2 separate regions of the Mus musculus genome follow, and region 1 is linked to region 2. The links are chromatin contacts, called in public promoter capture Hi-C maps. All regions are on one chromosome and are shown on one strand. The core of a region is the stretch at or near the end of the contact, and the rest is flanking DNA. Distances in the headings are between cores, read along the strand shown.

Evidence for each region. Capture Hi-C pulls out chosen DNA fragments and counts their contacts.
Region 1: a promoter capture Hi-C map of liver shows a contact between it and region 2, with 2.4 times the contacts expected there. The contact joins two enhancer-like sites. A contact is called at or near these places in 2 of 484 Hi-C or Micro-C datasets (liver and nephron progenitors), 2 of 115 datasets of contacts at active chromatin or transcription factors (extraembryonic endoderm stem cells and trophoblast stem cells) and 2 of 9 other capture datasets (adipose tissue and liver).

The regions. Positions count from the first base shown.
Region 1 is chr16:85,144,154-85,150,150 of GRCm38.p6, reverse strand. All of the region lies in intron 1 of App (amyloid beta (A4) precursor protein), which reads left to right. Among named protein-coding and RNA genes, the nearest start is that of App, 27 kb to the left of the region's middle. Within about 2 kb of position 1,255, at least 156 of the 459 cell types and tissues checked have an H3K27ac peak or open chromatin away from gene starts, as enhancers often do. A contact at or near this core is called in liver, where this site is marked.
Region 2 is chr16:85,017,155-85,023,009 of GRCm38.p6, reverse strand. All of the region lies in intron 11 of App (amyloid beta (A4) precursor protein), which reads left to right. Among named protein-coding and RNA genes, the nearest start is that of Gm10791, 48 kb to the right of the region's middle. Within about 2 kb of position 1,604, at least 12 of the 459 cell types and tissues checked have an H3K27ac peak or open chromatin away from gene starts, as enhancers often do. A contact at or near this core is called in liver, where this site is marked.

The sequences.
Region 1 (5,997 bases), core at 6-2,505, 130 kb before region 2:
GGAGTATAGATATTGTCACTGTAGTTAATAATAAGTGTTATATTCTTGAAATAGGTTTTAAGTGTTCACACACATATAGAACAGTATGTGTGGTGATAGGTAACTTCATTAGTTAATTGTTATTTAATTACTTAAAATTATATATATGTGTATATATATATGTATGTATATATATGTGTGTGTATATATATATATATATATATATATATATATATATATATATATCAAAACATTATCTCGTGCATGTTGGATAAGATAACTTTTATTTGCTACTTCTTTTTCACAAACCCACCTTGCACTTCATTTGTAAAGAGAAGTGAAGTCCCTAACCTGGAGGGTTACAGTAAGAATATCGTGTAGGCTTCAGTAAGCATTTGTCATTACTGATGCTGCTGTAAGCCAGTGCTCATGACTGGCTCCTCTCCCCTTCCTCTGCCAGATGTTCTCAGTGGCTCTCTGTTGATGCATGCAGCTGTGTTTCTGAGGGACACCATGGAATGTCCTTAACCCTCTGTCTTCAGGATCAGTGTTTATCCCACAGTAAAAGAAACAAATCACCATCAAGGTTGCTTTGTAGCAACATACAAACCCCCAAAGCTCACATAATGACTATGTGACACCATATGAATGGACACCATAGCCACCATGTAACGGCTGATGACAGATACTTTCTCCCCGTTTTAGTAACACTCTGCTGCTTTTCTGTCCCATCAGAGTTCCATGTCTTTGTATTATGTGTTTATTAGATCCTAGGCATGATGTATGCAGTACTGGTTGCCATCAAAATAGATTGTAGAGTTTAATGGGAAGTCTAGGAGTTGACATCCGTACCCTACATAAAACCAACCAACCAACCTTTTAACCTTGCTGATTAGCTATCATTGAGTAATAGATTTCCCACCTGGACCACCACTTATACTCTACTAATTCTAATCCAGATTCTGTAGCTCTGTTGTCTGTCTAAATCTGAATTCTTTTCTCTTGACTCCATCTGTTTTGTCAGAGCCTAGTGTAGAAGCGGTGGACTTTGAGCCTTACATGGACCCAGGCCAACAGTTCTTCTCCCCACATCCGGAGACCAGGCTTTGCCTTTTACAAGAAGGAAACTGCCTCTCTGTTCCCAAGACAAAGCTCCCTCGACTATAGTTGCTGCATGTTTGGCTCAGAGGTTTGCACAGTCTATGTGTATAGGCAGGCCATGGCCTTGCTGGGCCTGCTGGAAGATGGCTAGCTCTCGCTGGCTAATAGTTGACTCACTCACCGTGGGATGGAAGCTCTGGCCTGGACCAGACTCTGGTCAGTGTCTGTTGATCTCAGGGAACATTCCACAGCTGCTGATGTAACTCAAATGACTGGAGCCAACTCTTCTGGACCGGTTAGAGGGCTTGCCTGGACCAGTTAGATGACTGGCTGTCACTCAGTTTATCTGGGGGAATTCTGTGAAGTGAGTGTTACTTTCAGTTCCTCCATGGTAAGGGGAACTTCTCTCCTCTTATCTTCTTTTTGCAAAGTGTGTTTTTTATAAAACCAAAGTAGCATCTTTGGGACTGTGGTGGTGCCCCGATTCCCGATTGGGAAGCCTTGGGAAGAGGCTGCAGAAGGATCCAGAGTTCAAAACAGACTCAGCTACAGATGTTCCAGGCCAGGCCAGGTGACATGAAACGGTGTCTCAAGAACCCTCAAAATAAAATCATCAAAAATAGAGATGGAGTTTATAAACGATGTGGCTACTATTTCATTTGGTACCCTATTCAACATGATCCTCACAGTGCTTATAACTCCTTTTGCTTGAACTTTTTTTTTTTCTCCTGAGCTGGGGCTCAGACCAGAGCCTTGTGTACTAAGTAAAAAGTACTGTACCAGTGAGAGCTATCCCAAGACTGAAATATCTTTTTATTGAGAGATTCCTCATGAAATGCATACTGAGGCTTTTGTTTGTTTGCTTGTTTTTCTAAATGTGATTGCAGAACCAGATAATTTGTGAGACTGCCCATGGTATGAAAAGATTAGTTTTCCTAGTCTGGGTGTGGGCCAAGACCTATTGTTGTTTCTGATGCAAACCCAAGACCAAGGACTGCGGTTGCAAACTTACTTATATGACTGCCATGTTCCTAAAAAAGATTTTTAGAAACTTAAATTAAAAAAGCTTCAAGCAGCCCAGGCACAGTGGGCACACCTGTCACCCCAGTACCTGGAAAGTCAAAATCAGGAGTTCCAGGTCATCCTCTGCTAGGTACAAAATTCCAGAGAACCCTGGGCTAGCTACCTGAGACTGTTTTAAAACCTGCAACAAACAAACACAAACAAACAAACAAACAAAAAACTCTCACATAAAAATTAGACCAATAGAATTAGGAAAACAGGCCACTAGATACCAACATACATTTTGTTACTAATTTTAAAACTATCCCTTAGATGCACAGAAGTACTTATCAGATAACTGCAGCTTAGGGGTCGCCCGAGTTTACTAGGAAGCCATCTGTTTATGGGACAAACATGTATCTGCTGTCATCAGGAAGGTCACTGGGGTAGCTGTGACTCAGATCCACTAAGGGAAGGGACAGAAATAGGACTCCTATCTTTTGTATCTCTGGGATGGTGACCAGAGAGGTTTATGTTGTTGCTATGTAGGCCCTTTTTAAAAACTCCAAGCTGTAAATACTGAATTTTAGAAGCACATCGTCATGGCTTTAGAAAAACAACGGTCTAGGATTTCCGAAGGAGCTTGTGGCTCCTGCAGCTATTCCTGATTTGGTGTTAAGTTTCTGTTCTTACCAGGTATCCTGACCTCCAGTGTGGGCTTCTTTCAGAACACTTCAATTAAAAATGTAATTATTAGTGTGGCATTCGTGAGAACATGCCCTGGTAGAGCTTTAGGGATGAGAAGACAACGTTTGAAAATTGATTGTCTCCTTCTGACATGTTATCCCAGGTTGGAACTCATGTTCCCATGCAGCTCAGGTTACTAGGGGTGTTGCTAAGTACTTTCACCTGAGTTATCTTCCCTGCCACCAATCAGAACTCTTAGCAGTCAAAATAAAAGGGGGAAAAAGGGTTTCATTTAGTTTTTAAAAGTCATTGTGTTTTTTTCAAGAAAAATAGAGATTAGATTAAAAAAACACATTATAAAGTAAATTTTAAAGCCCTCTTTGTTTTTATTGAAACTTGTATCAATTTCTTTATTTGGCTTACCTTGGGACACCAGGAAAAGAGCCAAGGTTTCCTAGAACACAGCTTGAAATCCAGTGTTCCAAAGGCCCCCTAGTCTGTGCTTTCATTTTGGAGCACCATTTTTTAAAAAAATAAACCCAGATTTGAAGATGAAGAGATAAGCTGACTGGCCTTGAAGTTAGGGCCAAGGCCTAACAATAGCTTTGAAACCAGTTTTATGTTTTCAGAAACCACCAAACCAGCCAGGCATACTGACACATGACTTTAATCCTAGCACTCAGGAGACAGAGGCAGGTGGATCTCTTTGAGTTTGAGGCCGGCCTGGTCTACAAAACAAGGTCCAATACAGCTAGGGCTGTTACAAAGAGAAATCCCCCTCCAAAAAAAAAAAAAAAATCAAAAGAAAAAGAAAGAGAAAGAGAAAGAGAAAAAGAAGCAAGCAAAAGGAAAGGAAGAAAGCAAGCCACCAAGCCAGCCTTAGGTCCAGTGTCGTTGATCAGACAGTTCATCTGCGTTTGTCACCACTTTACTTTCTGGGAAGGAAAGCAGGGATTATATATATATGGTGGATAGAGATAAATGAGCAGCTATTTAAAATGCCATTTTTTTTGTACTTACTTATAAGTCAAATCTGTGTAGATACTAAAGATGAGTTATAGAGACCAGACTTCTGTTTTATACATCAAATTTCAATTTTTTCAACAGTAACCTTATTGAGAACCTACGTGATTTACTTAAATGAAAAACAGCTTTCCCTAGATCCTCATGGCTTTAGGATGGAGCCTAGTGGTTACACATTTCTCACTGCCTTAGTTTTCTGTTCCGTGATCGGTGATCCCTGGGAGACCTTTTGACCTGTGGCAAGGCAGCACAGCATGGTGGGAGCGCATGGCTCATTCACCTCATGGCTATGACTGGGTAGAAAGAAGAAGCAAAGATTGGAGTCTCCACGTCTTCATTAAGGACACACGCCCAAAGACAGGAAGACCTGCAAGGGAAAGATCACCAGCGTGGAACTCTTTCTCAAAAGTTAATCCAGATTTCGCCATCAAAGCCTCTGCCTTCATGGTGAGGCATATGCGACGTGCCTCTGACTTGGTAGAGCTAAAGACAGGAAAGGAGAAAAGCAGAGGGGTTGCGGGGGGAGGGGCACTTGTACTTTTCATGTCTTCCAGCCAAGCGCTTGCACTTGCCCTCTTATGGAAGACTCGCCATCCGGACAAAGGAGGGTAGTTACGGCCAAAGAATGAAGTTGCTGAGTAAAATGGATACCCTTCTCTATTTTTTTTTTCCATTTTATCCTGGTACCTGGCAAAGAAAATGGAAAAATGAAAATTTGGTTGGAAAAAAGTCAAAGACGCGTGTAATTGGATTAGGGCTGGGGATTGTAGCACCGTTCAGATCACTTGGCTAGCGGTGCCCTCAGTTTATTCCTCGACATTGGTGGGGGCGGGGGCAGGGGGAGCAGGAAGGGCATAAAGGGCATGTGAAGGCAGAAATGGTGGGGGCTGAGGAGATAGCTTAACAGTTAAGGTCGCTCTTCGCATAGTCAGGAGGAGCAGAGTTTGGATCCCAGTTCATTTCACAGCCCGGGCTTACACCCATAGCTGTAACTTCAATTCTAAGGGTCAGAGGCAAGAAGACCAGTGAGCATTCTTCTCTCCACCCCACCCCCACCCCCAGCACATAAAAAGTCTCAGAGCCAAGAAAGGACAGTGCCTCAAAGGAATAGGCAGAATGGTGGAGGAGGAGGGACCTACAGAGCACATGGATGCATGTACTCACACAGACAGACAGACAAACAGACACGAATAAAGTATGCATGTACTCACACCAACAGTCATACAAATAAAGTATGCATCTACTCACATGCATACATACATACAGACAGACAGACAGACAGACAGACAGACGGATGGACAGAGAGACAGAAAAAAATAAAGAAGTCTTTTAGCAGAAAGAGAAATTGTTGTTCTTGATGCTGGAGGCAGGGGGAATCACAAGTTTAAGGCTAGCCTGGGCTTAGATTCTGTCTTTAAAAGGAAGAGGGTGAGATGGCTTAGTGAATAGAGGTTATCGCCTCTAATTTACCTCTAAGTCACAAAGGTCATAAGGCATTCATATTTATGTCTGGTTTTCAACTTGAACTTCCTAGTAGTTTGGTCAGATTTTTAATTCCTGAGTAAGAAGTTGGAAGCCTCTACAGGTAATCGTATTAGCCAGCTCCACCTTCATGAGAAGCTAGGATCTCGAGGTAGGCTAATCTTGGCTTTATCCCTGGCTTACTAAGTGATTATACACAGAGATTAGTTCTAATAAGGGATATCTCTTCCTGACTACACCTTGGAAGCATGAGTGCAAAGGTCTTTAAAACTTTGGAGCTAAGCATTGCAGTCCGGTCAGGGAGGCCTGATGGAATGCTAAGGTAGGCTGATTCCTAGCAATAATCTTAGTGAACGAAGGGCAGTCCATTTTTACTCTGAGTCCACTGAGTGCGTCAGACTTGAAGGGTTTATGAAATGTCGAATTATCTTGACTCTGAGAAAAATGGTCAGTTATAGTTTTAGAGGAATCTTTATAAAATCCTGGGTTAAAAAAAATGTATTCTCAGTTTGCATTCTGATTTATTCACAATAGATCTGAGTCACAGGAGATAATCACCCCTGTTGTGTGGGGACCCAACGGAGACAAGTGACTGTGTTCCCCTGGAATCACAGAGAAACTTAGTATGAAGAGCATATTGTTTTATAAAAGAAAATAATTATGCTTCCTGTTATAATGCCTGAAAAATCCATGGAAGAAAGAATCCAAGGAAGGCTACTGAGG
Region 2 (5,855 bases), core at 355-2,854:
GGTGAGGAGAGTTGTGGGGGTCATTTGTCCAGGCAAGAGCTGCTAGGTAGATTTTTAAGCCGCAGGCCTGAGTCTTGGGGCACTGACTCCTGTGCATAAAGTTACCGACCTTGAGTTATTTAAATTTGGACTCAGCCACTGCAGATAGCTCTGTATTTTTGAAAGGTGTTAGAAAACTCTCTCTTCCCGATTGCCTTTGTGCAAATCTCTAAAAAGATATAAATCAAGAGTTTTCATTAAATCTTGTAATTCGATCTACAAACTGTGTTTGGATATGCTGCTTATAACAACCACAGAGCCATAACAGGTGATGAGAAATATGACTTAAATGTGCGCTGACTATTTGAACACAAAATTAAAAGTCAAAAGGTTTTTTTCTCTTTTAAAACAGTTTAATCTTATTCTAAATGTTTGCCAAGCTTCATAGACAGATCTTCCTCAAGACCAGTGAGAAATACGTGACCAGGGGCATATGTGTCCTAGTTTTAATTAATTCAAACAGAAAATTAAGGAATAAGCTTGGAAGCTTTCCTGTTTCTCAAAATGTATTCCTTAACATGTTCCCTCCAGAGAGGAGCTGCCCTCCGGCACTTCCTTCTGGGCACGTCTTCACGGGCAGCTGTCCGCACCTGCAGTGCTGGGATGCTCTGTGGACCATTCCTGGGGTGCTAATATCTGCTTTTTTCTTTTATCTTTGAAAGTGAAAAAATTACTATGAAATTACAAGTGTTTAGATACTTAAAAACATTTTATTGCACACAAATGAAAAGTGATTGTTACCAGAGTTTGCCCTAGAGAGCAGGGAGTTGGTAAGATGGCCTCTCTCTCTTTCTCTTTCTCTCTCTCTCTTTCTCTCTCTCTCTCTCTCGCTCTCTCTCTCTCTCTCTCTCTCTCTCTCTCTCTCTCTCTCTCTCTCTCACACACACACACACACACCACTCTTAAAACCATTTCCAGGGGTACATTTGCTTGTTTAAATTTAACATGCATTCTCATCGAGTAATAATAATAAGTGTCAGAATAAGAGTGACTTGAAATAAAATATAAAATATAATCAGTTCAGTTGCAGAGAAAGTTATGATAAGGAGAATTTGTAAGCTAACTAGTATGGAAATATAAAGTTTCTGATATGTAACTTTTTTCTTTTTTTAAATGATTTTGGCTGACTATTAATATTAGTGGTAGTAACCAAGCTGTGAGAATGATTAGTGGTGTGGATGAGGGGTCTGAGGGAAACATAATTGAGAAATTTAGGCCATTTTCGTCGTTTTTGTGATAACAGTGGTAGGCTAAGGAGACTTACTAAGAAGCTATAAGAGGTTACGTTTGTTCAGGGTATTTTTTTGGATGATTGTGATAATCAAGTTAATGGGAGAAGTATTAGTGATGGTAAAATAATTTTTAGCATTGTAGAAGGTTAGGGTTTTGTACATAGTCTGTTCCATACAAACTCATCAGTTATAACTGGATTCTAAGAAGTCTTACTTTAGTTTTATTATATAAGTGTTTTTAATTAAAAAGAAAAAAAAAACAGAAAAGAACTTTCCGTTGTTTCACAACAGTGTAGGCGTTGGAAAGGAGGGAATGTAGTTTAAGCAGCCTAGGTTCATTCAACCTTGGATTGTTGCTTCATTAGAGAGCGTTTGAAGAAAGAGCAGAGGATCTCAAATGCGAATATGCAAAATTAAAACAGATTGTTGTAAGTCACCCTGAAAAAAGTCAAGAATATGTCACAGGTGGCATTTGTTGGATGGCCAGACCTCTTGGCAAACCTTTCCCGGGGTCTGTGTTGCTTTAAAACATCTTTTGTTGACTAATTCATGCTTACTCTGTAGGCTCTGCCTTCTGGGTTGTGTTATTAAGCCTGTTTATCCCCGGAGAGCTTCGGTCTGTTTGGTTTGACAAAACAAGGCTTAAAGATGCAGAAGTCCATATCAGACCTGGCCTTTCAGTGCTGTGGGGTTGGAGGGGGTTAGCTCTGTCCCCAGTGTCTGTACAGCTAACATTTAGCTGAAGGCATGGGCTTCATCGCAGAGCTGTGGGCAAGGGCTAAATCTCAGTCTAAACCGAATGTCATTGACAAAGGTCGCTGGTTTGTGGGAGAGGACTGCAATCAGTCTGTTTTCCAAAGGTTCTGGTGTTATATAAAGACCTGTGTTTAATGGCCAAGATAGCCATTTAATCTGTAACTAGGGACAAGTTACTTAACAAAGGAATTCTTCCTCCCCAGTCTGCAAATCGGGGTTAAATTTTCAACATTGTTGAAACAGCAACTAGCGTGTTTCTAGCGTTGACTGGCCATAATTCAAAACCAGAAGGATTCACTGAAGGTTGAGACAGGACTGTAGAGAGTACAAAGATGTCTTCCTTCCCAAGGGGTCTGCGAGGTGGTATGGAACACATGGAGGCTTTGGTGACTGTCCAGTTGGGAAGGTTTGCTTCTTAGTTAAAGAGGAGCCAATGGGCGATGACGTATCGGAACTCCTTGCATGTGCGACATGTCTGCTCTAGCAGTGTGAACCCTGCACAAAAGACAGATTATGCAAAACCTTTCCATGTAACACATCATTATTATCTGAACAGAAAGAAGCCTCCAAGAATAATCTATTGCCATTTTCTCTACTCAGTGGAATTTGTGTTTGACCTACCTAGATAGTTTTCTAAAGAAAAAGATTATAGATACATTTTATATCAGGCTTTAAATTTTTTCACTCAATCACTAAACTTAACTGCAAAAGAAAACCTTATTTTCTAAAATTTGCAATGTAAGTTTCCCCAATCGGTTTTGATTTGTTTCCTTGGTTTATTTTTGTTTGCGTTCATGTTCCTGGGGTCTCCTTCTGGATTTCTTCTCCTGTGACATTGAGAATATGTATACAAGGTTGATGGCAAAATCGGGAATCAAACTCAGTAGGAGACAGCACAAGGTGTAGCTCTCTCAAGTGTGTCTTTAAACCACCACACAGTTGTTTCATACAGTTCATGTCATATGCTGAATACTTTTTGTACTCTAAGATTAAGACTGCAAAAATCTGTGGCCTTATAAAAACAGGAGAAAGTTACTTTTTTTCCTGCAGAGCTAAAGTTCAAGGTTTCAGAAGCCATTAGCATGCAATTTAATGTTTCAGAAAGGGTTTTTATACTATTTAAACAGGGACAGGTCATGGTTTCCTTCCATTTTGTGGACACCAGCCTGGTATCAACATGTTATAAAGACAATGGATAGATATCTTTTGGAATTAGTGAAATGAGCCTCATTAAGAGAAAAATTGGATATATCTGGACTCTGTTAGGTATTTTCTGGGACGATTGACCACTTCAAACACCTTCTTAAATGGATGGGGATACTGAGTAAATACACCAAGTGGGTTTGGAATTTCAGTGTGGTCTATGAACATTGGGAGACTGTTTTTCTCATCTGAGAGATATTCACTTGCATGAATAAGATACAAAGGATAGTTTACAGGCCAGAAACACTGCTGAAATTATACTTGGCTCTGAGTCACGCATCAGTTTAATTAACAGTAAATTATTAGCAGCTACATTGAGCCAGGAACTATGCTGGGAGGCAGGAATAGGCCATGCCTTTGTTCCTATCTCAGAATGTGTGCATTCTGCTTTGCCGTGAGTTCTTGTCTTCTGTGCTCTCATTGTGGACGTCATCTAATCCGTTTCCTTACTGCGTATCCCTCATCTTTCCAGAAATTAATTTTTAAATGCCTCTTTTAAAAGGCAGTGTGATCCCAAGGTGAAGGAGGTGACAATTGAAAGGGCCACATCAGCTGCAGAGAGAATGCAGTTACGGGACAAAGATGCACACAGAAACAATGAAGATGATAATAAGGGGGCTGGGTATAATTGGTCCCAATGGGGCAGATCTGTTTCTTTATTCTTAACCATGAGTTTTAGATCCCACCCATTGCCAGTATAACCAAATTGCAGTATTAATACTTAACTGAAATAAGAATTTCCAAGTAAAATACACATGAACACATACATGTACACACATACAGCACATACATTGCACACACAAACAATATGCACAAACACACATACATGTCTGTATATGTGTGTATATAGAGAGATGCATATAGATGTGTGTGTGTGTATAAATATGTGTGTATATATATATGTGTGTGTGTGTGTGTGTCACTAGTTAGAGAAAATTTCAAGACTTAATGTTAATGAATATTAAATTATTTATTATCAACATATTTATAATGAGCCACTGAATTTTTGCTTGTTCTGTGAACAATTCCATTTTGAATGTGAGTAACATCAGGCTAACAGTTATTAACAACAATTACTTTAAGGCAATTTACTTGTGAGCTCTCTATATAGACACAGTAGAGATACCAGGCATTCTTTTTTTCTACCATTCTTAAGTGGACATTTTTTCTTTTTTTTAATTAGAATTTACCAAATTCATCTTTGTCCCGGCATAATCAAATGAAGATCCCTAGACAACGATGGTTGCTCATTACTCGACAATGGATTATATAGCTCTAGAAATAACTATCGTCCACCTTGGAGAATTGTGGCTGAAAGTTGTAAAGAGGGCTGTCCCTCTTTACATTTCATTTCTTTTCTTTTCTTTTCTTTTTTGAAGGAAATGCGCATGAATCATATGCCAAAGCCAAGCCGTTTTCTTTGTAACAAATGAAAACATAATAATGTGGGGAAATGCTGCTTGTTTTTTAATTCTTTATCTACACACACTGTCTGTCCTCTATGAGGTCCGGACACACACCATTTTAAGTGGTTTGTCTGCTTGTTCTCCAACGTAGAGATTGATCTATCTAACTTTTTAACTTTCTAAACACGATCCTTGCAAATTGCCAGCTCAGAGCAACCAAGCAGAAGCCAGCAGCTAGGAGCATCTTACGGTCTTCAGAGTTATCTGATGTCAGCAGGCTTTGCTCATGGGGGTCTCCAGACTCACAGGATGATGAGGTCAGAGCTCATTCTGAGCCCCCAGGGCTCACGGCGCATACAGGTCTAGGGCTGGGGGATCCTCGAGGCCTGCTGTGCTATTGCTCTGTATCAGGCTCTGGGGGATTTTCAGGGAAAGTTAGGAATATCTTTCCAAAACACACAAAGAAGTAGTGGTGTTAAGCGAGATAAGAGCTTGAAACCATGTGAACACATTCTTTCTTTAATTATCACCAGGCTTATTAGAAGATAAGGATGAATTCAGAAGGCAGACCCATGAATATCATAAAAGCCCAACTTGTACCTAATACCTTGAATCACTTTTCAGTAATCTTCTAATGAGATTGACAGGGGACGTTCCTATCTTCTATTTCTCCTTTCTGCTTCAGACCTTTAGCAAAGTACAGCCTCCTGCCAAGAGCCTAGGACCAGAAATGAGATACAGTAATCTAAATCCAGATCTTCTCCTCTGTTAAAAAGAACTGCAGTCAGAGTGCTCCACAAATTCAGTCCTGTTATCTGCCCTGGCCACAGTTTCATTTTTGCACAATTTTAGTTTCTTATGGTCATCGCTGTCTCAGAATATTAAATGGAAAATTCCAAGTGCCAGCCATAAGTTTTTAATAGCTTTTATTTCACCATATTGCTGTTGTTTTATTGGGGAGTGTTGGTGTTTTACTGACTAATTTATAAATCAGTCTTCATCATAGACATGTGTGTATAGTACCAAGCACAGTCAATGTACAATCGGTACCTGTCCCTGAGTTTACAGAACTAGGAATTCAGATGAGAACTCCCAGAACAGTTTTTCACTCTCCAGTTGCATCATTGTCAAGCCTATCTGCGCCTTGATAGAAATCTATCATGTTAAATTCTAAGATGGGCTCACATAGTGGCCAAGGGTACAGAGCTATGGAGGCAGA